2 separate regions of the Mus musculus genome follow, and region 2 is linked to region 1. A link is a contact called in public promoter capture Hi-C data. All regions are on one chromosome and are shown on one strand. Each heading gives the region's core, a stretch centred on a gene start, on an enhancer-like site or on the middle of the called end of the contact. The rest is flanking DNA. Distances are from core to core; before and after follow the strand shown. Region 1 holds the start of Rnf122 (ring finger protein 122). Region 2 has its middle 16 kb from the start of Gm26578.

Region 1 (2,700 bases), core at 108-2,607:
TTCCATATTGTTAAGTTACACAAATATTGGGGGGTGGGGGGTATGCAACTTGATGTTAAGGGAAGTACGGTGTATATGCAAACACCACAATCACCGTCCACAAAGGCCTTCTGGATTTGGAGACTATCCGACCATCCCCAGAGATAAGAAGATTGCATTTGTTCCAGCAGCCCTGAGATGCAGGTCAGGATATTTGATACTTTAACGACTGTGCTTGGAAATGGCAAAACATTCATTCGCATGCATTAGCTCGCTCAGGGGCCAGAGACTCAGTTCCAACAAATCAATAGTGGGATGATAAGTCCTGACAAAGGAAGAGCAGGCCGTTTTGCTTGCTTATTTGTGGGTCTACTCAACACACTGCTTCTGAACGTGGCTGTGGCGCCTTGCACCGGGGTACTTTCAATGATACTCTATGCACTGATGGTAATACTTTCTTTTAAGTGGAAAGATAAACAAAAGCATACATAAACAAGCCTGAGTATGGTGGCACAGGCCTTTCATCCTAGCACCCTGGAGACAGAGGAGGGCAGATCTCTGGAGTTGGAGGTCAGTTAGGACCAAATAGCTTTCCATTAGCAAAATAATAAACATATAAAATAAACTATGCAATGTCATCCAAAATAAATAATACTACATGGAGATTTGAGATCCCCCCCCCCCTTCATCCCCTGTCCATTCAACACCGAAGCAAGACCCCTGTCCCGGCCATTGACAAAGCCAGTTTCCGGGTTTTCGCCACAGTCTAGGAGATTGGAATCCTGGCACGGTATGGCCTTCAGCTTTAGGCCTTATTCTTGTTTGTAAAAGAAGGCTCTGTCCTGAAGTGATGTGAGAACAATAGCCCTTTGAAGATGGAGTTTTGAGTTTCATCTGCTTTGCCCTCTTTGCCTCAGTTCTCTCCTTTCGCGGTGGGTCTGGGAATGCGCTAGCTGCCACGCATAACCAGGTCTAAAGGCGAAGGACAAGTGGAACCAACTCCCAGGACTGCCTTCTACAGAGCTATAGAAATTCGAGACAGACACGGATCTGTAGGCGGAAAACAAAAGTGGCACTAATCCTCGTGTCATTCCACCACCATAGCCCTCCCCGCCCGGGTCCTAGGAGGCGGCGATCTTCGCCCCCTGCAGGCGTCGCCTCTCACGCCGTTCTGCAGGCTAGGGACTCCCCAGGTCTGGCTAGGAGGCGGGGTAGGAATCTACCCAGAAAAAAGCTCCCCTGTCCAGAGGGTAAACTGGCTTGTAAATAATACCCCAGGGCAGGAGAAAGGCTCCCATTGGCCGGAGGGCAGGTGACGAAAAGGGGGCGGGCTCCCGGGAGGGAGCAGTCCTAGGGAGGGGGGTGTGAGCCGTGCGGTGTCAGTTTTCGGAATCCCAGCGCGCACTGCTCAGCGCAGTGGGACCCAAGCCCGGCTTCGTGTCCTGGCTACTGCCTTCTCGGCCGGGCATCCCGGCTCTCTCGGCTGCCCTCCCGGCCCGGGCCCTCGGTAGGGCTTCGCTCCGAAAAGACTTTGCTTCCTCCTCTGCCCTCTTTGTTGCTCTGCAAACCGGCCTCTCTGTAACCCTTGACTCCACTCCTCCGGGAGTTGCATCTCCATCCCGGCGGTCTCAGTGCACAGCCCCTCCAGCTCCAACACCTTGCCTCGGTTTGCTCCCGGAAGCCGACCTTGACTTCATTGATGCACCCATTCCAGTGGTGTAACGGTGAGTCCCTGGACCGGTGGGAGAACAGGGACCGCGCAGGTTCAGGTCCTGAGCCGAGTTTCCCGGTGTCTGGGACGGCCCAGAAGGCGTCCTGGCGCCCTGCTGGGCTCTGCACAGCGCGCAGTTAGAAAGATCCCATTCACTTTGTTGGGAATAAAGGGGGTCTGGAAGCGAGTGGAGGGCCAGGGGCGTGTGAGCCGAGTCTTCCCGGCCTTTGTATGGCGGTCCATCTCTTCTACCCCTTCGCCTGCCTTTGTGCGCTCTCAAACTCTGTTCTTTGTTGTGGTGGTTGGAGAATTAAATCCGCGCTCGGGCTAGGATCTCCTAGAGGGAGCTCAAGTTCCGGTTCTGAAACTTTGCAGGCTATTTTAAATATGTATACAGTGCAGCGTGCGGGACAAGGCGCGGGGTGACTTTCTTTTTCTTTGTTGGTTTTCACTGGCTCCTAGGGGCCAGACGCTGGATTAAAAGAGCGTCGCTTTACTGAATAGATAAAGCCTTGCAGAAAGAAAGCTGGGCCCCCAGCTCAGGGCTGGCCTGGCAAAAGCTTTGCTTTCTGGCAATAAGGCCAGACCCTGGGGTCTGCTTTCAGCCTAGGTGGTGACGGTACCTTCCAGCACAGCCAGCCACCCACCACCAACCGCTTCCCACACCCCACCGCGTGATGATGCTAAATTAGTTCATCTGAGGCTTTGGGGCAGCTCAGGTGTTACAGGTTAGAAAGCGGGTCTGGATTTCCTGTCTAGGCTACCTGTTGGATCTTTCTGAGCCAAGTCTTCGATGTTAATACCACCCACCCTTCCCCCAGAAGTACCCAAAATCTTGATCACTTTTTCTAGGCAAGTTGGCGAGGTGGAAAGAAGCTAACTTTTTTTTTTTTAAGTTTTTTGGTATGGCAGTCTGGTTGCTTGTGAAAAATCCATTCTTAAGTAGACTTCTGCATGATCTTGGACTAATTATTTCAAGAGTCTTTTGTTTTAAAGCAGGGTTTGGGCCG
Region 2 (2,700 bases), core at 103-2,602, 880 kb after region 1:
AAAAATAAGAGGAATGGAAATATATGGAGGGGGAGGAAGGAAGGAAGGAAGGAAGGAAGGAAGGAAGGAAGGAAGGAAGGAAGGAAGGAAGGAAGGAAGGAAGGAAGGAAGGCAGGCAAAATCCAAGATACTTACTTTCTTGGGTCTTAGGACGAAACTCTTGGTTAAAGCATACAGTTGTTATATATTAGAGCTGGATTCTAGTACCAGCATTATAAAACTAATTGCTACTAAAATGTAGTTCATCAAGGGTACTTCCTGGGCTATAGTTTTTCCATCTTAGTGTATTCTCAGGGTTCAGCAGGGCATACATTCCATAAAGCTCTATCTCTATAGCATGCCTGGAAAGAATTAGTAAATTAAGGGTAGCCGAGGAGCTACAATTCACAGGCAGTACCCAATTTCCATGGAGAACTTCTCTAAAATGACTTCTGGATCATATAGTATATACACTTTATGATATATTAACAATATTTATTTTCCATTTTTCTCTAAATTATTCACATACATCAATAACCGAGGTGGTCCCTAAGTTGAATTGCGCTTCATTACTGTATCACACACCAACAGTTATTCCATGGGAGGTAAATTGTTTTCCCCATAGCACCAATTTATTATTTGCCTAGATCTTTAAAGCAGTCATTTTCAACTAATTTTTTAGCATCCCCAAAAGATACTGACTACCAAAGACTCCAGTTGGTAATGTCTCGGGAGCATACCACATGAGACTAGAGACCACTGACCTACTAAAATCAGAGTCTGCTACATCTAAGATTTTTACTTGTTAGTTACTAGAGAAGGGAACAGTGTCTAAATATGTAAATGATGGCTAAAATCACAGAAACATAGTCTGTCTCCCTCTAGAGAGAGGCTGCCTAGAACAGTGGCCTATCTGTGCCATCATAGGGGCCTCCTTGACGAAGGCTCCCTCCTCTTCCACCCAGGAGAAGTTTGTTTATAGATCTGTGTCTCTGTCTTTCTGTCTCTCTCCATATGTCTGTCTCTATCACTCTGTCTCTGTCTCTCTGTCTGTTTGTCTCTCTGTGTCTCACACACACATAGATGCATGTACACACACAGAGACACACATGCACACACACACATGTGCACATACACACACACAGATGCATGAACATGCACACACTCACACTCACTGACAAGGCTTTCACCCTCTAGTACTATCAGCCCAGGTCCAGAAGCACTTCCTGTGTGTGACCCAGAAATGCTTTCACCCTGCGCAAGTTTGGAAAGCAGTCGCTGTCCTCTCGGTTCCTTGGATGCACTCCCAATGGACTCTTCGGTCCTGCTCCAGCCACTGTTTCATTCCCTCATTAAGGAAGCTGGCTGAGCATGAGTCAGCAGACCTTATGTGTCTCTACTAGCCTCAAAGGAGCTGCATTATCCTCAAGGCAAAGCTCCTCCCTGGGCTCCAACCCAGAGTGCCAGGCTCCTGTGAAGCCCCAACCTGAAGACTTATCCCCTCCAGTCCTTGGGAAAATTCCATTTGAGGCCCAGGCAAAGCCTACAATATGCCGAGTCTTCTTTATTGGTATGCTAGCCAAATACAAGTGACCAGAAGTCAATAAGTACAGCAAAAATTTATTGCACCTCTAATCCTTACTAAGTTTTTCCAATGATGATAATGATGGTGATGATGATAGTGGTAGTAGCGACAACATAACTCCTAAAATAAATAATAAATCCACCCGGTAAAAACTGAACGTTTACTTTACAAAACCAGTAATAGAGTACAAGGTCTCTGACCACTGGGATGTTGGCAGTAAATGGCACATATATCAGAGGCTGATCAGTAGTTAACATTCCCAAGGGTGACTCAATGTGCCATCACCTGCCCAGACATCCCTTTCTCAATCTGAGGGTCTCCTGCATGAAGGGCTTTCAGAGCATTCTGGCGGCTTACACTTACAGCACAGAGGAACCCCATTCGTAAGTACACTCCTAATACCATCATCTTCCATGTTATGACATTATGACTTAATGGCCATCTTTTCAGAAGGAACTCACTGTACTGTGTAAGAAACTTTAATAAGGAACATGAAGATACAAAGGTGTGGTTGACTTAAATTTACGGGCTGGTATTAAAGTCAAATCATATCAGCGATGTCTCCCAAGATGTTGCTTAATAGCACAGAGATCCATGCCTCTTTCTAAAAGTCTAATATGCCCAAAGAACTAGACAGTGAGTTCATATCCAGAATTAACCTTAGATTTTAAAGCCATAGTATTATAATAATTAAAATCTCTGTACTGAAATCCAAAGAGCTGGGTTCTAATTCTGGAATCTATGTTCTTATACACAAAGATTTTCATTATCTAAAAATCACCATCATCACCATCACCATCATCACCATCACAACACAAGCAGATGACAGTGTAGGTTACCATCCAGTACTAACCCTCAAGACTGATGGCATCCACAGGAACTTCATGTTAAAGTAGTGCATTCGTTTCCTTTTCTATTGATGTAAAAGAGCTATAACCTAAAGCAACTTGGGCAGGAAGGAGCTTATTTGCCTTATGGGTTGCAGTTCACAATCAGGGAACACCAAGTCAGCCAGAAGGCGGGAACTTAAGTACAATCCATGGAGGAACCCTGCTAACTGGCCTGCGTTCCCACACAGTCCAGTCCCACCTGCCCAGGATGGCACCGCTCACTCTGTGCTCAACCCTCCTACATTA

Evidence for each region. Promoter capture Hi-C pulls out the DNA fragments that hold promoters and counts their contacts.
Region 2: a contact with region 1 is called in a promoter capture Hi-C map of liver, with 2.5 times the contacts expected there. The contact joins the enhancer-like site here to the promoter of Rnf122 in region 1. A contact is called at or near these places in 11 of 39 promoter capture datasets (the 3T3-L1 cell line, 3T3-L1-derived adipocytes, the C10 cell line and 7 more), 1 of 15 datasets of contacts at CTCF or cohesin (stem cell-derived epiblast-like cells), 23 of 484 Hi-C or Micro-C datasets (3T3-L1-derived adipocytes, the C2C12 cell line, the HPC-7 cell line and 13 more), 9 of 115 datasets of contacts at active chromatin or transcription factors (astrocytes, embryonic forebrain, embryonic limb bud and 5 more) and 1 of 9 other capture datasets (embryonic stem cells).

What each region holds. Positions count from the first base shown.
Region 1 is chr8:31,110,470-31,113,169 of GRCm38.p6, forward strand. Rnf122 (ring finger protein 122) reads left to right here and starts at 1,358. Exons shown (of 6, transcript NM_001368375.1): 1 at 1,358-1,703. The coding sequence starts at 1,679.
Region 2 is chr8:31,992,484-31,995,183 of GRCm38.p6, forward strand. It overlaps a transcript of Nrg1 not described here. Among named protein-coding and RNA genes, the nearest start is that of Gm26578, 16 kb to the right of the region's middle. Within about 2 kb of position 1,353, at least 33 of the 459 cell types and tissues checked have an H3K27ac peak or open chromatin away from gene starts, as enhancers often do. A contact at or near this core is called in the C2C12 cell line, astrocytes, embryonic fibroblasts and 1 more, where this site is marked.